Regions from separate parts of the Anser cygnoides genome. Here region 2 is linked to region 1. A link is a contact called in public Hi-C data. All regions are on one chromosome and are shown on one strand. Each heading gives the region's core, a stretch centred on a gene start, on an enhancer-like site or on the middle of the called end of the contact. The rest is flanking DNA. Distances are from core to core; before and after follow the strand shown.

The links. A called contact is a pair of places that touch in the nucleus more often than the background predicts.
Region 2: a contact with region 1 is called in a Hi-C map of liver, with 5 times the contacts expected there. The contact joins the promoter of VPS18 here to the enhancer-like site in region 1. A contact is called at or near these places in 2 of 7 Hi-C or Micro-C datasets (both in liver).

Annotation. Positions count from the first base shown.
Region 1 is chr5:33,563,275-33,567,849 of Taihu_goose_T2T_genome, reverse strand. It overlaps DLL4 (delta like canonical Notch ligand 4), which reads left to right. Exons shown (of 11, transcript XM_066997823.1): 5 at 540-600; 6 at 720-850; 7 at 2,232-2,401; 8 at 3,477-3,696; 9 at 4,157-4,575. Among named protein-coding and RNA genes, the nearest start is that of DLL4, 4.7 kb to the left of the region's middle. Within about 2 kb of position 2,954, at least 1 of the 3 cell types and tissues checked has open chromatin away from gene starts, as enhancers often do. A contact at or near this core is called in liver, where this site is marked.
Region 2 is chr5:33,697,704-33,702,411 of Taihu_goose_T2T_genome, reverse strand. VPS18 (VPS18 core subunit of CORVET and HOPS complexes) reads left to right here and starts at 3,377. Exons shown (of 5, transcript XM_013192598.3): 1 at 3,377-3,548. The coding sequence starts at 3,458.

The DNA.
Region 1 (4,575 bases), core at 1,705-4,204:
CCACCCCCCGTTGCTGCAGCTGCTAATGCTGTGCTGCACCTCTGTGAGCAGTGAAGAAAGCAGAGAAGGGATCTTGGCTGTTATCGCTGAGTCAGTCATACCTACTCTGAGTTAACACGCTCACAGCTTGCCCACAGAGGCTTACACCATTTCTGCTGCCAGAGAAGATGGGGCAGATGTTGCGCTGTTGTAGCAGGAATCCTTACTGTGGGCTCAGGGTCCCGCTGGATTTTTGCAGTCTTCTGTTAGCACGGGCAGAGCCACCACTTGCTCCTTTTGTATGAGAGCTGCAAGAGTTCATGTTTGTTGTGTAAGCAGAAAAACTAAAGGACAACTTGTCAGATGTTGGCTCTCCTTGTTCACTTCCTCCTGCTCCAGAACTCCTCGTACTAGGAATTTTTAAAACAAAGCTTTGAAAGTGCAAAACCGGTTTTCGAAGCATATTTTTAAAAGCAGACATTCCCCCTTTTAAAAGTGTACTCTGTAGTGGCATATGTATTTACCTAAACATTTCTGCTTTTTTTATGTTCTCTTTATAGCCATCTGTCTGTCTGGATGTACTGAACAGAATGGATATTGCAACAAGCCAGGAGAGTGCATGTGAGTAGATGGCAATTGCAATCCGAACTTCAGTTAAAACAGAATAGTAATAGAAACTTGTAACAGAAACTTAAACTCTTTTCCATGTCATTAATGTTTTAATTTGACTTTTCTTTTAGCTGTCGTCCTGGCTGGCAAGGCCGCTACTGCGATGAATGCATTCCCCACATAGGCTGCCGCCACGGGACTTGTAAAACACAGTGGCAGTGCATTTGTGATGAAGGATGGGGTGGCCTCTTCTGTGATCAAGGTTAGTTCCGAACGTTGTGCTTCTGGGTCTAGATTGGGTATTCCTCAGTACGGGACTAAGGAATCCGACCCATCAGATCTAGAATTAAATTTCAGCCAGGTACACGTTGAGAGGCATCAGTTTGTACCAAGGCTAATATTATATTAGTAGATACTAATACTTAACTTGTAGTAGTTTGGGCTGAAAACAAGCAAGCCTTTTTGGTAGGTGTTGAAAAACAACACCACCTGGATGAGTTTTGAACAGGCAAGTTTTCTATCTTCTCAAGCTAAGTTTAATGTATTCCCTGTACAACTATAACAATTTACTAAACAGTTTCCAGCAGCAGTAAACACCATAATTTGGGCCTTCCTTATTTTGCATACAAGGAAGTTAACTCATGTGATAAGTCTGGAGCATGAGAGAAAAATCATGTAAGCAAGAATGAAAAGTACAGGTTCCATTTTAAGGTACACCAGACCACTTCCACCTATTCAACCCATTGAATCACTGAACTGTAGCCAGCTGAGCAGTCATGTCCTCAAGGCCATATATGCACTGCTGGCACTGAGATCATTAAGTACTCAGAGCAAGTTAAGTGTTTTCATGACATTTATAGGATTAAGATGGGGAAGTCTGAATTAGGCAGGAAAAGTAAAGCTGCAGATTTTTTTTTCTGTTTGTAGTTACCTATTAACCAGTTGTATTCCAATTAGTCTATGGTATTTATAGTGCTTATAAAGATTTCTACTTGCGTCCTATGAACTTGTGTGCTTAACCTCTGTCTCAGATCTAAGTGAAAACAAAAAGGGCCATCAAGCTTGGCAGAGCATTTAGACAGTTTAAACTACTAACATTCATAACAAGGGAGCATGGTAAATAAACAATAAAAGATTTCTAATGTTTGTTTAAATCTTCAAGCCTAAATATTTTTATTTCCTTCCTGCCTTCCCAGAACGTGCCTTGGAGCACACCTTTTAAAGATTGGGCTAATTCTTTTAGTATGTGACATGTTGTGCACGGACTGTCTGTCCATTACGCCTTGGAGCGTCTTTCTGAGAATACACACAAAGTACATTTTGGCATCCACATCCCATTACAGCTAACAGGTTTACACACACAAAAAAGGGAGAGTATAGCAAAGCATTAAGAAAGATAAGTTTCCAAAATTCAGAGCTCAAGTGATAGACGGAGAGCAATATGTAAAATTCGTAACAATCTGAAACATCTGATTATTACTGATAATAATCTGAATAATAACCTCCAGTATTCCTATTAATAGCAAAATTGAAGACTTTTAAAATTGAAAATTCTTTCTTTACTGTTGACTATGGTGTTTTTGTATGAATGTCTTTTTTCAGCCATCAAAGACTCTCTTCCCTAACACATGGTATCTTTGCAGATCTGAACTACTGTACTCACCACAGACCGTGCAAAAACGGAGCAACTTGCATGAACACCGGCCAGGGCAGCTATACGTGTTCATGCAAACCTGGCTTTACCGGTGTTGACTGCGAACATGAGATCAGCGAGTGTGACAGCAATCCCTGTAGGAACGGTGGTAGTTGCACGGTAAGGGCATTTTAAATGTAAAGTCTTTGTGTGAAGCAAGCCCCAGTATACCTTTCCAGAAATGGTTTTGTAACAACATAATGGGAATTCGATAGTACACAGGTTCATTACTGACGCTCACAACTATCATACTGAACCCTTCCCTGGACGTGTCAGGGGAGGAAGTCTGTTACAGGAGGAGATGTATCATCTAGATTAGAACTAGTCAACTGATCCTTAGGTTTCTGTGGCAGCCATTACGAGATCTTGGCAAGATTCAAGGTTTGTGAGGGAGCAGATCTTTAAAAAAATAAGTTTCCCAAATGAAGGTTCATACCAAAATGTGCCGAGTCTGTATTTTAATAATAAATAAAACGTCTGCTTTCTGTTATGGAGCGTAGTGCCAGTTGATACAAAGACAATCAGATGAAACACTTTCTGCAAAACAGGGTTCTTCATTTTTAGTTTTCTGCAGTCTCGTGTTTCAATGTATTTTCAGAGCCAGTCAATGATTGATCCTTCCTGTTGATAACGACTGATGGCTTACAAATATCAGATGTAATCCAATGCATGTTTTGATTAAAGCTAATGCTGCAAGACCCAACTCCCTTCTCCCAAGGCCTTGGACATACATTACTTGCAAAGAAGAGATGAGTTTTGTTGTTATCTAAGTGGAGGGACTTCTCAATAGCAAAGCAAAATAACCCCCTTTTTTATTAAAAAATAAAAAATAAAAGGCTCTCATGGAGAGGATAAATGTCCTGACCACAGCTGTGTAGGTTGACATCAGGCATCCTCTTAGATAGTAGTGGTGTTAGTCATGTTTTTGCCTAGTTGCCTCTAGGCTCCCTACAACTGCGTCTGCTCTGCTTGTGTAGTTGCATGATTACTCCTGCACGATGAATACGGCCAATTCTCGGCTCTATCTCTCACAGACCAGCCTGCAGTTATTTACTCTGAAAATATCACTTTTGCCACAGTCAAAAGTTCAGTTCTGTCTTTTGGGACAGAACAGCACACGCTGACCAAAAATAAATGCGCAAGCAGCTATCCTTTGGTGGCATCAAATTACAATGGCTAATGTTGTGTTTTGCAGGATCTGGAGAATGGTTATCACTGCCTCTGCCCCCCTGGCTACTATGGAACTCACTGTGAGCACAGCGCTTTGACGTGTATCGATTCTCCATGCTTTAATGGTGGCACATGCTTGGAAAAAGAACAAGGGGCCAGCTACACTTGCGTTTGCCCTTTTGGCTTCACGGGGTCGAACTGCGAAAAAAAAGTAGACAGGTGCACAAGCAACCCATGTGCAAATGGTGAGTCTTTTTATCAAAAACTCTCACGTCTCCTTGATTTGTTTGTGCTTTTCAGTGCAGAAGTGATAGAAATCCAATCTGACCTCTACTCTTCCTCTAATACATTAGTCTCTCTCCCTCACTGTATTCCACGTCTACCCTAATTTTGGCCTCTTGGGGCAAGGGGGACGACTTTCACTGGCACTTTCTACGCAGGAAAAAAATGCACAAGTTGGATGGGATAGGATGGGATATGGGATGGGATAGATGGCAGAACTATGCACATTCAATTAACTTTATCACCTATTTAGAAGGGGCATATTTTTAAAGGGTGACGGGTAAGCTAGAAGGAACTTTTCGATGTGTGGTTGTTTGGTAAAATAACCTCCCTCTTCTTGAGGTCGTATAAAATGCTTACGGGCAGAGCTTTATGTTTTATTGGAGACTGATTTTTTTCTTTTATTTTACTTTTTTTCCTCAGATGGTAATTGCTTTTACCTTGGTCAGATTCGCGTGTGTCGTTGTCGGGCTGGTTTCTCTGGTCAGAAATGTGAGATAAACATCAATGACTGTGCCAGGAACCCATGTTCCAATGGGGGAACTTGTCACGACCTGATCAACGATTACACCTGCACATGTTTGCCAGGCTATAGTGGCAGGAACTGTGACATCAAAACCAGAGACGAATGTGCTTCTGGGCCATGTGAGAATGGAGGCACATGCTACAGTGGACTTTACAGTGCCAACTTTGTCTGCTACTGTCCTTCTGGCTTCATGGGCAGCCGCTGTGAATTACCAGTTTATTCAGTGCCCATTACACTTCCTCCTAAACCAGTCCCCTGGATTGCCATATCCATGGGAGTGGGGCTGGTGGCTTTGCTCATACTGTTCTGCATGATA
Region 2 (4,708 bases), core at 2,128-4,627, 130 kb before region 1:
ACTCAGAGACACCATGTGCATCCCTGGGGAAGTGACACAAATGGGAGAAAGTCTCTTGATTGGGTGGGGGATACAGGCATCTGCAGCATTTTCCTCAAAGCAGGTACAGGGGTGTCTGAGAGCCTATATATTACACCCTTCTTGGTATCTTATGGAGGTTGTTGCTTTTGGGGAAGTACATGTGTTTGCCTATGGTTTTTATGAATGAGGGATACTTTTGTATTGATCACAATGAAAGAATACCCTACAGACAGGGAGACAGAGGGATGACCAGTACCACAACTGTAGAGAAAATCTGTGAGGAATTCCAGGGTTTAATTCACGTTATAATTTGGTTACCAGGTTATCTCCAGGGCAGTTCATGTAATTTAAATATGAACTGCCTTTGTAGTGCCCTTACCTCTTCTGAAAGCCACATCTTCCTGCCCGCCCTTCTGCACCAGCACGTGTGTTTAGATCATGGATCACAGTCATCTGGTGCGTGGCGCTGCACTGGCTCACTCTTCAATCACACAAGAGCTAATATTGGCACACAGAACGGGCTGGGCAGGGCAGCCAGGAGTGGCAGAGATGGCATTGTGGAAGCCCAGATTTAGGCAAGCTCAATCTCCTGGGAATCCAGACCTCCAATACAGTATGTGTTCGTCCTCACCGTTGTCTACAATCTGTTCCTGACAGAAGTTGAGTAGATCAGATGTTATACAGCATCTAGATGTTGATACCTGTGTCCATAGCTGGGAGAAGACATTAACTGTTTAAGCTGAAACTACTGTGAGGGTGAGCACAGCCATTAAAAAAAAAAAAAAAAAAAAAAAGACCAGAATTTAGGCTTCCAATTGAAACACATCACCAAAATTGCTCACAGAAATCTCTCCCATGTGAGAATCACAGAAATCTCTCCCTCTTGTCTTTACTACTTTACTACTTTACTACTTTACTACTACATACAAAATGTAATCATCTTGATTCTCCACACACTCTTGGTGAATCAAAGAGCTGATAAATCCTTTGCCCGCAACCCTTGTTCCCCTCTTCTTTTCGGAACATCAAACCTGTGAATGCAGCACTGGGATATAATTATTGCACATGTTTGTAAATTAAATAATCTCAGCAGATGATAGTGCAGATGGACGGAGCAGACTTGTGGGCCTGGGTTAGCTTTAGGCTGATATTTCGTTCCCAAATAAGGGGAGGATCTGGCTTCCAATTTAACCACACTAAACTCAGACAAAGCTTTCTTGTGAGGTATCAGTCCTAACTGGCGTTGGTATCTGCCAAAATGGGAAAGAAAATCTCTTCCATTTCTGGACCTGACTAAGAAGAAAAAGATTATAAAAATATGTCCTGATGCGGACTTTGAATGGAAATACTCCATGGACCTGAACACTGAGAAATTTGTGCACAAATTTCAGTTTAGCCTAATTTCCAGTTACATTTTGAGATGGCTTATTTTCCACAAACCAAACAACCTTTCAGTCTCGTACTGCTAAAAATACAAAAGCATAAGCATCATTGTTTAAGGCAAAAGGGGAGACCTCATCTGAAAGGAGGGGTTAAATTCATGTTACATGAAGATGAGCTGAAGCTGCAACTGCTGCAGAAAATACTAGTATGTTAGTATGTTCCAGGAAACTGTCTCCTTTTCTTTTCTTTTCTTTTTTTTTTTTTTTTTTTTTTTTTTAAGAGAAGAAAGGAAAGATCTTGCTCTTGTAAATCTTGGGTTTTAAATCAGAATGAAGGTTCTAACTTCATTTTTGTGAAGGAAGTTAATGCCTGAATGGGAGGACTATTTACACTGCAAGACAGTGTTTGAACAAGAACAAATTGATTCAGACTAGACTTGGCTTACATTAGAGTGGAAATCAGAGCTCAAAATCATGAGAGCAATCAGCATCTGAGACAGGTGCAGGCTAGAGCATTTGGGGAAAAATACCCACGCTTTCAGACAGACCTTGATAGGACTGGAGAAAGGACTATATGATGTGGTATCTCCTGGAGTGGGAGAATGGATCTGATAGTCGAATAAATCCCTTCCTACCTCATTTTCCTAAACCTAATGCAATTTGTGTGTACCTCTTGAGAAGCCAAATGAGAACACTTGCTGTTTATGATGGTAAGGATGATTGGAGAGCAGAGGAATGTGGTTTTGTTGTTATGGCTCAGAGCTGTCACACAAAGATGGTAAACAGCTGGGGCTGGACCTGGGTCTAGGCTCCTGTCAGTGCTTGCAGACAGGCTGAGTCAGGAAAAGCCACCTTGTGTTTTTAGCAAAGCAGACACAGGTGACCCCGCAGAGGCATGCTCCAGGAGCCTCCAGCAGCCCAGCCAGCGTGGGACCTGCATGTCTGGCTCTGCACCAGGGAGAAGGCCTGAGGCACAGGGCTGTGGTTTGGACCCATGTTTATGGGGGTGAGGTTTGCAGAAGAAGGGCAGAGGAAAAGGAGATGTAACTGTGTTAGTTTGTGCAAAGCTAAACATGTGCCACTGCTACTGGTGGTGCCACTCACTGCCAGCTGACATGTAAACAAAGATGGGGATGACCGACTTTAATCTTGCAATGGGTCTGTCTGTGTCGTGAAGTGCCCTGTACTCTGTGGGAAAACATTTCTCTGCTTCTCCCAGAAGGTGTTATGAAGTTTACACATATTTCGTATACATACAGTACATACACGTACATTTTCTCATTATAAAGTAATATAAATCAGATGAAGCCCAAAAGTGTTGTGTAAGATTAACTTCGTTAATGCCAGATTCAGTCTGCTAGTTTAAACTAGAGGGCAAAGCTGTAAATACAACTGTTGGCATGATCCAAACACAACAAAAACCCAGGTCTGAAGTATTATTGATACAGAAGTTGGGTCTAATAAGCTTTGCCCAGAAAGATGGGACAAACATGCAGAGTAAATCTAGCCCAATTCAAGGTCAGCCTTACGCTGGATTGCCACTTGCTTTGTGGCAATCATTGTTTAGCTACAAAGCCAAGATTGCATCAAACAGTCCTAAAGAAAAGACTTGTCAGTTTGTACGGACGTGTTTATAAGCAGCCAGCTGCCGTTTGCCGTCACTAGATGTGTGCGCAGCAGCATCACAACTAAGCAGTGGCTGTGCTAAGTATGCTGGTGCACTAATGTGATGGTTTACAAAGCACACAGCCAGCCTGCACACGACAGACTGGCAAGAAGCTGTGAGCACCACACTGACACGCAGGACCTGCACAGCAAGGCCACAAGCTCGCCAGGCGGCTGCGACCACAGCGGGGACAAAACCACCCCACCGCCACGCTCCCTCCGCCGCCATCTTAGGGAGGAGGATCCCTCACGCCCCGCGCTCCGGGAGGGGCGGGACGGCGGCCACGGCGCAGGCGCGGAGCGGCGCCGGGCGGGCACGTGACGCGGCTCACGTGAAGGCTGGCGGAAGCGGCCGTTGGCGGCGGCGGTTGGTGCGGCCGTTGGGCGCCATGGCGTCCATCCTGGACGAGTACGAGGACTCCCTGCACCGCTCCGCCGCCGTGCAGCAGAGCCGCGCCGCCGTGGGCATCCCGCACTCCGGTAATAAGCCCCCCTCTGCTGCCCGGGGCAGCGCTGCGCGAGCGCACGGGCCCCGGTGTCGTGCCCGGGGGTGGGCGGTGTGGCACGTCAGGCTCCGGGGTGTCTCAGGACGAGGGGTGTCCCCGAAGGGCCGCGTGCCCCGAGGCGGCGGGTGGTGGGTGTGCCTCACGGCGCTGCGGCACGGCTTATGCCGGGGCTGGGGGAGCTGTCAGAGGTCACCTAGCCGGCTTCCCTTTTTTTTTTTTTTATTTTTGGTCTTCGTCAAGGAACCCAACTGCTACAGCCACAGTGGCTGTGCAGGCAGTTGTACCAGCATGGGGTCGGTTTCCTATCCTGGGGCAGCTTTCTAAAAGCTTCACTGTTTGGGGTGATTTGGGGTGTGCAGTCAATGTAAAGCGACGGTGTGGTGACCAGTCAGTCATTTCTTTCATATGCAAGAAAGCAAACAAATGGCAAGCATGCTTCTTGATAAATCCAAGGCAAAACCCTTAGGTTCAATAACAGTTCCCCACTGGATGCCCCCTCACAGCATCATATTGATCACTGGGGGAGGAAACATTGGTTGAGAGAGGATTCTGTGCTACCTGGTATCATCAAGGTAGTAACCGCTGCTATGCAGAGCTGGCATCTGAGGGTTACACTTTTGGACATGCGTGGACACGTTATTTCAAGTCTTTTCCTCATATAGTGTTGCCCACTGTTAGTCTTTGGGGAAAACAGGTTGTGATGCTTGTGTATGTGGCATTGATGAATTGTCATACTCATATATGTGTTGTCATACTCATATATGTATTATAAAGAATAAACACACAAAATTACTCTGAGTCTACATGCTTAAGTAGATATATACCTGCTGTTTGTTTTAATGTACATTAAGTTATTTTGTTGCATGATATTATGTAAGAGTAAGTGTCCTGAATAGGTGTTGAACAAAACAGTGTTGGGACGTGCTGCCAGCTGAAAATACATTTCCAAGGACTCAGCTTTTCTTCTTGACTTCTGCAACACTGTCTTCGGTCATGGCTGTTTGGTGACAAATGATGTTGGCAAAGGAGGTTTTGGAAACTGCTTAATTGCAAAGACACAGTCTAATCGGGATTTCAGTCATTCATGCATCAGAATGCATTGCCGTTTTGGAACAAAACTTCGCCTGATAGAAG